Linked DNA regions of Sus scrofa: region 1 is linked to region 2. Evidence: chromatin contacts called from public HiChIP or PLAC-seq data. All regions are on one chromosome and are shown on one strand. Each heading gives the region's core, a stretch centred on a gene start, on an enhancer-like site or on the middle of the called end of the contact. The rest is flanking DNA. Distances are from core to core; before and after follow the strand shown. Region 1 has its middle 20 kb from the start of SLC25A4. Region 2 overlaps ACSL1 (acyl-CoA synthetase long-chain family member 1).

Evidence for each region. HiChIP or PLAC-seq counts read pairs in DNA pulled down with a chosen protein or histone mark.
Region 1: a contact with region 2 is called in an H3K27ac HiChIP or PLAC-seq map of skeletal muscle. The contact joins two enhancer-like sites. A contact is called at or near these places in 1 of 47 Hi-C or Micro-C datasets (epiblast stem cells) and 1 of 2 datasets of contacts at active chromatin or transcription factors (skeletal muscle).

Annotation. Positions count from the first base shown.
Region 1 is chr15:46,171,462-46,175,679 of Sscrofa11.1, reverse strand. No RefSeq gene overlaps it. Among named protein-coding and RNA genes, the nearest start is that of SLC25A4, 20 kb to the left of the region's middle. Within about 2 kb of position 1,324, at least 10 of the 83 cell types and tissues checked have an H3K27ac peak or open chromatin away from gene starts, as enhancers often do. A contact at or near this core is called in skeletal muscle, where this site is marked.
Region 2 is chr15:45,902,000-45,905,970 of Sscrofa11.1, reverse strand. It overlaps ACSL1 (acyl-CoA synthetase long-chain family member 1), which reads left to right. Exons shown (of 21, transcript NM_001167629.2): 3 at 2,648-2,762. Among named protein-coding and RNA genes, the nearest start is that of ACSL1, 29 kb to the left of the region's middle. Within about 2 kb of position 1,255, at least 14 of the 83 cell types and tissues checked have an H3K27ac peak or open chromatin away from gene starts, as enhancers often do. A contact at or near this core is called in skeletal muscle, where this site is marked.

The DNA of each region.
Region 1 (4,218 bases), core at 75-2,574, 270 kb before region 2:
GCACCTTGTATGTAATTGTTACATTGTGCAAATGACTTAGCATGGAGTTTTAATTCTCCAGTTATAACGTAAGCCCCAAGAAGATAGTCACTATGACTTTATAGAATTATTGTCTTATGTGTACATAGTAGATCTTAAAAAAAATATGCTGACACACTTCCCGAATTGTTCCTCACCATTCTCTCCATGACTCGTAACAGGAAGAAAACAACTTTAAACGCAAACCTATGATTTCTGTGGAAACGTTGTAAATCAGCAATGTGTGATCTCTCTTGGAGGTTGGAAAAGTAGATTTTTCAGTTTGACTTACATCTAAAGAAGGAATATCTTGGAGTTCCCATTGTGGCTCAGTGGTCACGAACTCAATTTGCATCCACGAGATCGTGGGTTCGCTCTCTGGCCTTCTCAGTGGGTTAAGGACCCGGCCTTGCCCTGAGCTGTAGTGAAGGTTGCAGACAAGGCTCAGATTCAGCCTTGCTATGCCTGTGGTATAGGCCAGCAACTGTAGCTCCAATTCAACCCCTACCTTGGGAACTTCCATATGCTGCAGGTGAGGCCCTACAAAAGACAAAAAAAATTTTTTAATTAAATAATAAAAATTTAAAAAATATATAAACAATGAAGAAAGAATATTTTGATGATTTCCTGTAGAGATGCAACCTTTTAAATAGTCCAACTGGCATTAGTTATTTGGATCTTAGTGATGAAGCCCATGCACATGCTCTATGGACCCTCTGTATTGTTATTGCCATTCTTCTAATCCACTGAGTCCTACCAGAACATTGATAAACTTTCAGTGAGACTCAACTCCTTGGCTTCCTGGAGACAGTGAATTATGGCAAGGGGCAGCCTGGTCCACAGTGGCCCATAAGAAGCTGGCCTTCGAGTTTCTGCTGCAGTGCAGTAGGTTAAGAATCTGACTGCAGGAGCTTGGGTGGCTGCGGAGGTGCAGGTTCGATCCCCAGCCCAGCACAGTGGGTTAAAGGATCTGGCATTGCTGCAGCTACAGCTTAGGTTGTAGCTGTGGCTCTGATTCAGTCCCTGGCCTGGGAACTTCTAACTTCCACATGCTGAGGGTGCAATCCATAAGACAAAACAAAACAAAGAGTTGGCCGTTAGTAACAAAGGTGTTACAGCAATGAAACTACTCTCTGTTGTTACTAAAATTATCAGTATTTTCAGTACAGAGACTTTCATGGCTGAGGTTACCACAGTGCATGGGAAAATACAGAAGTGCTAAATTGTTCTGACTCACTTCCCCTTGAACATCCTGAATTTTCCCAGTGCTACACTTTATTTTTAGCTTTGATCTGTAGCACTTGACCTTTTGCTGGCATAAAGCAACATACTGTGGAGTTTAAACCCACAGCCCTCCTTGTTGCACTTAGAGTATGTACCTGTTAGATTATGTCTTCTTTGGAAGATCTGCAATCCAGAATGGTCCCTTAGGATAAAGTAAAACTGTTTATATTCACACACACACATATACACACATACACACCCTCCTTGGTAACATTGCCTTGTGTATCTGGATTATAATCTTTTCTCTTACATCTCTTCCGCCATCTGCTGTAAGAGATTAGTAAAAATCTTAACATTTATGAAAATACTCATAAAATTTGGATAAAACTCTTACACCAAAATATGCACCCTCCTTGTTTTAAATGACAGAAACCTAGAAATAACTTTTAAAAATAGGGAAGTAGGGGAGTTCCCGTCGTGGCGCAGTGGTTAACGAATCCGACTAGGAACCATGAGGTTTCGGGTTCAGTCCCTGCCCCTGCTCAGTGGGTTGATGATCCGGCGTTGCCGTGAGCTGTGGTGTAGGTTGCAGACGCGGCTCGGATCCCGCGTTGCTGTGGCTCTGGCGTAGGCCGGTGGCTACAGCTCCGATTCAACCCCTAGCCTGGGAACCTCCATATGCCGCGGGAGCGGCCCAAGAAAATAGCAACAACAACAACAACAACAATAACAACAACAACAAAAGACAAAAAAAATAAAAAAAAATAAAAAAAATAAAAAATAAAAAAAATAAAAATAGGGAAGTAGTTAAAGAAAGACATGGAATACCCACACAGTGCAATACCATACAGGCATTAAAAATTATTACCAAGACATTCTTTAATGAAATGGGAAAATACTAAATTGCAGGCTATTTAGTAAAAAAAGCACAAGTCCCAAACTACAAATACAACATGACCTTGGCTATTTCTTTGCCTGTTTCACCAAACTCACTGCAGAAACCCCCTAAACAGGCTCCCTCAACCAGGCATGACCCCCTTCAATCCATTCTCTACATTGAGAGATCCCGTTGTGGCTCAGCAGGTTAAGAACCTGATCTAGCATCCATGAGGATGCTGGTTAGACCCCTGGACTTGCTCAGTGTGTTAAGGATCCGGCCTTGTGGCAACTGCAGCATAGGCCTCAGCGGCAGCTGCAATTCAACCCCTAGCCTGGGAACTTCCATATGCTGCAAGAGAGGCTGTTAAAAAAAAAAAGAAAAGAAAAAAGAAAAACTCTCTACCTTGGAGCCAGAGGGGTCTTCCTGAACTTTGAATCTAATCTTGTCCACTCCACACTTGGCTCTCTCCAGTGACCCCCTCTTGCCTTCAGGAAAATTCCAGGCTCATTAACGTGGGGTCCTGATCCCCCTGGATCCGACCTGGTGGTCTTTGTCACCATGTCTCTGAATGTTCTCTTCTCACTTCTTAAGCACCAGGCTTTTCATTACTCGCAGACTTCTGCATGTGTTCTTTCTGACTGTGATCTCTGGCCTCCTTTAGGCCTTGATATTTTCTTCTCATCCTTTGCATCTCAGATTAGCTGCCATTTCCCCCAGAAAGCTTTTCCCTGTCCTTATCCTGGTTTGGTTGCTCGGTGCTTCCATTGTTCTCTGTAGGCCGGTGAGGGCTGAAGAACTGGTGCTGTGGAACTTAAGAAAAAAGTTAACATAAAATAAAACACAGAGACACTTATCTTAATCAAAGGTGGGAGCCGGGGGACTCAAGGTCTCAGGGACCAAGAGACCTGCCTCAAAAAACCACACAGCTTTTTTTTTTTTTTTTTTTTTTTTGCCTCTTCTAGGGCCACTCCCTCGGCATATGGAGATTCCCAGGCTAGGGGTCTAATCGGAGCAGTAGCCACTGGCCTATGCTAGCGCACAACAACACTGGATCCAAGCTGCATCTGCAACCTACACCACAGCTCATGTCAATGACAGATCCTCCACCCACTGAACAAGGCCAGGGATTGAACCTGCAACCTCATGGTTCTTAGTCAGATTGTTAATCACTGGCCATGATGGGTTTCCTTTGCTGTGCAGAAACTTTTAATTAAGTCCCATTGCCGAGACCAGCTCAGCAGGTGAGGGCTGAAGAATGGGTGCTGTGAAACAAGAAAAGAGTTAACATAAAACAAGACACAGGACATGTATCTTAATTAAAAGTGGGAACCAGGGGACTCAAGATCTCAGGGACCAAGAGCGCTGCCTCAAGAAACCACACTGCTTTTATTGTGCTCTTTAGGATTGCATCAAATGAGGAGGGGGTTGCAGGTGCAGGATATAGTTCTTCTTGTTATTTAAAAATTCTTTTATTATTTTAAAAGTCACATAGGTGGTAGGTGGTTAAGCTTTTATTCTGACCTTTAGGCATTTAACAATCATTAGCATTGAGGAAGCCTGGTGTCAGCTATGTATAGCATCTAGAGAACCATCACTGTGCTTCCAGGCATGCCTCTCTTCGGCAACCCAGAGTGCCTAGGTTTGCACCTTGTTTCTCCTTGCTAATGCATATCCTGCTAACGACCCCTCATAAACCCCTTGGGGCCATGAGGCTCATCTTCCTCTTATTCTTAAGAGGACATAACGTGCTGTGCAAAAGGCATGCCTGTCTGTACAGGTCTGGCTTGCCTAGACCAATGCATTATGTCCTCATTCAGCTGACCACATGAATAATTTATGCCGTTTGGTCTTTGTTCTTAAGCTTAAGTTATTTACCAGCACTGCGACTGTTTTGCAAGCAGGAATATGGGGGAAAGTAAAGCAGGACAAGATGGAATTTTTAGCATAGAAAATAGAAGCAAAGAGGCTAAGAAAATATTGTAGAAACATGTCTCCTGACAGGCCCCCTTCTTGTAGGACTATGCCTTTGAATGTAACTGCCAGTTTCCTCCCCCACAAGAGCTGGGTCTCTGTCATGTCCATCATTTTGTTCCTTA
Region 2 (3,971 bases), core at 6-2,505:
TGGGAAAAGCCTCCTGGGGGTGCAGAACCAGACCCCAGTAGGCCCCCAGTGGTCTGGGCCTGTCTGCTCTAAGACGGAGGTGAACAGAGTGTAGGCTGAATCTGAACCCAGATGCCCCACGTGGCAGGTTTGAAGCTCGTTCCACGTTAGGACCTGGGATCGAGTCAGGAAGGCCTCCCCACTGTCTCTTCTCATCTGCGAAGTGGCTGGACTGTGGGCCCCTTGCTCACTCCTTCTACCTCCTGCACTCAGATGACAACACCCAGCACCGATCTAACTGGTGCTGCCTCCCCTTCCTCACTCACTGGGCATAACGGATCTTGGGAAGTTGGCTGGTTAAGTGGTGAGCGTGAGCAGTGAACCTGAGGGTCCCCCTGTGACATTTATGTCAGTATAATAATGGGGGAGTGCTCTTAAAATGTCCTATTCATCATTTTTAAAATGTGGTGAGGAGCATCACCTATTGGCCGGTCTTTAATAAAGGCCGAGTTTGCTCTGTCAGTGACCCCGTGTTGCTGCATAGGAGAACTGATGTCCAGAAAGCCTCTAGATCCCGGTATGGAAACGTCACTCTGTGCCTGTTGATAAAAGGCGGCAGGTGATGGTGGTCTGGGCATGTAAGAGGCAGGTAAGATCTGAGTACTGGGAGGAGTGTATTTTGGAAAGAGCCAAAAAAAAGGTCGTTTTTACCAGACAGTGGTTCTACTTGCTGCTTTTGTCCCGGGAGATGGATTAGACATTGAAATCCAGCCAAGTCTTCAGCAGTCTTTAGAAGTTACTCGGTCCTTCCCCCTCCCTCTGTGTGCTGTCTCTTCCTTCCCCTTCTCTCTTCCTTCCCCTCCATCCCTCCCTCCCTGCTACTTCCTTCCCTCCCTGCCCCACCTCCACCCCCCAGCCCCTCTCCTTAGAAGGAATAAACAGTAGTAACACAAGGGGTAGTTGACTCTTAGAGTCTGTAGATAATCCATTTTCTAGATGGAGATGAACGAGCCCACAATTTACAAAGCTTGGGCCTTTCTATCGCCACAAAATCCTCAGGGATGAAGTTATTTGCTTTTGCCTTTAAACTTGGGAGTGATGCAAATGGACTCTCCCCATCAAGTGTTCCTTTTTCTCAAATATTGGCAAGAGTTCTGGTCTTGGGCTATTGCAGATGCTCACTATCTTCCTGTCCTGACTACCCCCCAGGGGCACTTGACCATTTATTTCCTAACTCAGCCCTGCCCGGGGAGCCTGACCTCCAGAGGATCCTCAGCTTGTATGGCTGTTGCCGAGTATACTCATGACCTCTGATGTGACCGTAATGTGGTCACTACACACTGACTCATGATCTTTTATTTTTCTTAAACTGGGAAAACTGTATAACCACCTTAAAGAGGAAATAAAAGGCCTGTAATCCTCCCTGACTCAATCTTATTGTCTGTTTCCTGCGCAATCCACTGAGCATGTCTTGTATAGCGCTCCCTGTTTTCTTTTTTTTTTTTTCTTTCTTTTTTTGCTTTTTAGGGCCACACTCGCAGCATATAGAGGTTCCCAGCCTAGGGGCTGAATCAGAGCTACAGCTGCCGGCCTACACCACAGCCACAGCAATGCAGGATCCAACCTGCATCTGCGACCTACACCACAGCTCACAGCAACACCAGATCCTTAGCCCACTGAGTGAGGCCAGGGATCGAACCCGAAACCTCATGGTTACTAGTCAGATTCATGTCTGCTGTACCACAAAGGGAACTCCATCTCTCCCTGTTGTCTTGAGCACAGCTGGAACCCCCACCTCCACACCATCTGCAGCTTGTGTCAGAAGTCCAGGAAGGCCCCTTCAAAGTATTTTTTCTTTCAAGAGTTCCCGTTGTGGCTCAGTGGTTAACAGGAGTGTGGGTTGCAGACGCGGCTCAGATCCCGCTTTGCTGTAGCTGTGGTATAGGCCAGTGGCTACAGCTCTGATTTGACCCCTAGCCTGAGAACCTCTGTATGCCGTGGGTGAGGCCCTAGAAAAGACAAAAAAAGATATATATATATTTTCTTTCAAGTAAGTGTTCCTAGAAATAGCTACATGTGCTTGAATAACCCAGTAGTTAAATGCCCTGCCTTTGAAATGGCTCAGTTTTTGTCACACACACAAACGTTTGCACTCTCATTGTTCTAGACACACTTCCCAGTGCTTGGCATGCAAGCCCTCATCTCTGTAGGTAACTAAGGTTGCTAACATCCAGTGTGTATGGATCGCACTTTCATTTGAGAAGAATGATAACACACGTGCACATCGAAGGTGGTGATTCTTGCAGTTCCCTGGTGGCTCAGCGGGTTAAGGATCTGTGGGTTATCACCACTGTGGTTCAGGTCACTGCAATGGCATGGGTTCAGTCCCTGGCCAGGGAACTTCCACCTGCCATGGGCACCCCCTCCCCCAAAATGATGATTCTTTATGGGCACATGTGATCATTTCATAAACAGATGTCAAAGCACATATCTTGTTGCTCGGTCTCCCTTACCCTCATTTCATTCACTCTTTTCTTGAAATTACAGAGTACACCTTACAATTAAGTGAGGTTGTGACAGTTCCTCATGTTAGGTGGACTTTTTTTTTAGGTTGACTTTTTATATTTGATTCTCTCTTCTAACATGCCATCTGTCTGTCTTTCCCTAGGGCAGTGATGGCGCCCGGAGATCCGCGATCCTTGACAGTGATGAGCCCTTGGCGTATTTCTATGATGATGTCAGAACGTTATACGAAGGTTTCCAGAGGGGCATACGGGTGTCCAGTAAGCATCTGGCTGAATTTGTGTGACTAACACTTAATGTCTCCCATTCAGAAAGAGGGTCTTTCTTCAGAAAGCTGTATTTGCGCTCCTTCCCACCCACTCAGCCTGGCTGCTGGTCCCCTGTCTCCTCTGTAACTTCCATGAGTCTGAGCACACGGCCTCTGGGTTTCCCAGACAGAGGGGCTTCTGCGGTCAGATGCATGTTTCGTGGAGACACATGTCCATTAGCTCAGTACAGACGCGGACGTTTCCTGCAATGAAGAGACCTTTTTAATTGGGCCTGATCCAACATTTTCTTAAACTTGCTTGACCCACATTTTGAGAAATAGACACTGACCTCCGTGGGAGCAGTGTCCTCTCAGAGACACTGGGGACTGCCCTGTGTCCCTGACAGAGGCACAAGGCCGGGTACCAGCACCTGCCTTCCAGCCCTGCAACTTCCTGGCTCTGTGCTCACCCCCAAGTCACACTGAGCTCTGACAGAGCCTCGGTGCCTGTGCTCTCTCTGCCCCATGGCTCCTTGTGCCTTTTTGTCTCTGATTACAAAGCTTCTTCTTTCCCATCCCCGTCCAGGGTGCCTGATAGCCACTGATTTTGTAGAAGTCATGTGACATCTCGCCTTTTTAATAAAATCTTCCTGGTCTGTCGTTTTCATCCCCCACCTCCGAGTGAGGCGATCCCCCTTTCCCCAGCACCATGTACCTATTTCTGTAGCAGCCCTTTCAGGGTGCACAGGCATAGTGGGGCACCCTATCCCCCAGCCAGGGCCACCTCTTCCCCTGGCACGGAGCCCACACACAGTTAGTGCTTCATTAACTTGCCCTCAGTGAAGGGGACAATGCCCTCTGCTCCTTGCCCCTCTTTTTGTTTTCACATCTTCCTTTTTGCTTATTCCAGGTTCCTCTCTAGAAGCGACCTTTGGGACCCATGGCTTATCATTAAATCTCTTGGTGTCAGCTTCCCTCCCGCCACTGCCAGCTAGACCGTGACTACCTTATGTCCAGGGACACTGCTGCCTCTGTCCCCCACAATATGTTGCATGTAGTATGTGTCCAAGAAGTACCCCTTGCTTTTTCCTTAACACTCAACCCAGTAAAAAGCAGCTGGCTTAGTTCAGTGTGTTTGTCCCAAGATTCCTGTGCCAAATTCATTAATTAAGCCCCACCACAAAGGAAGGCAAACTTATATCTGTATTATTTCATCTGTGAA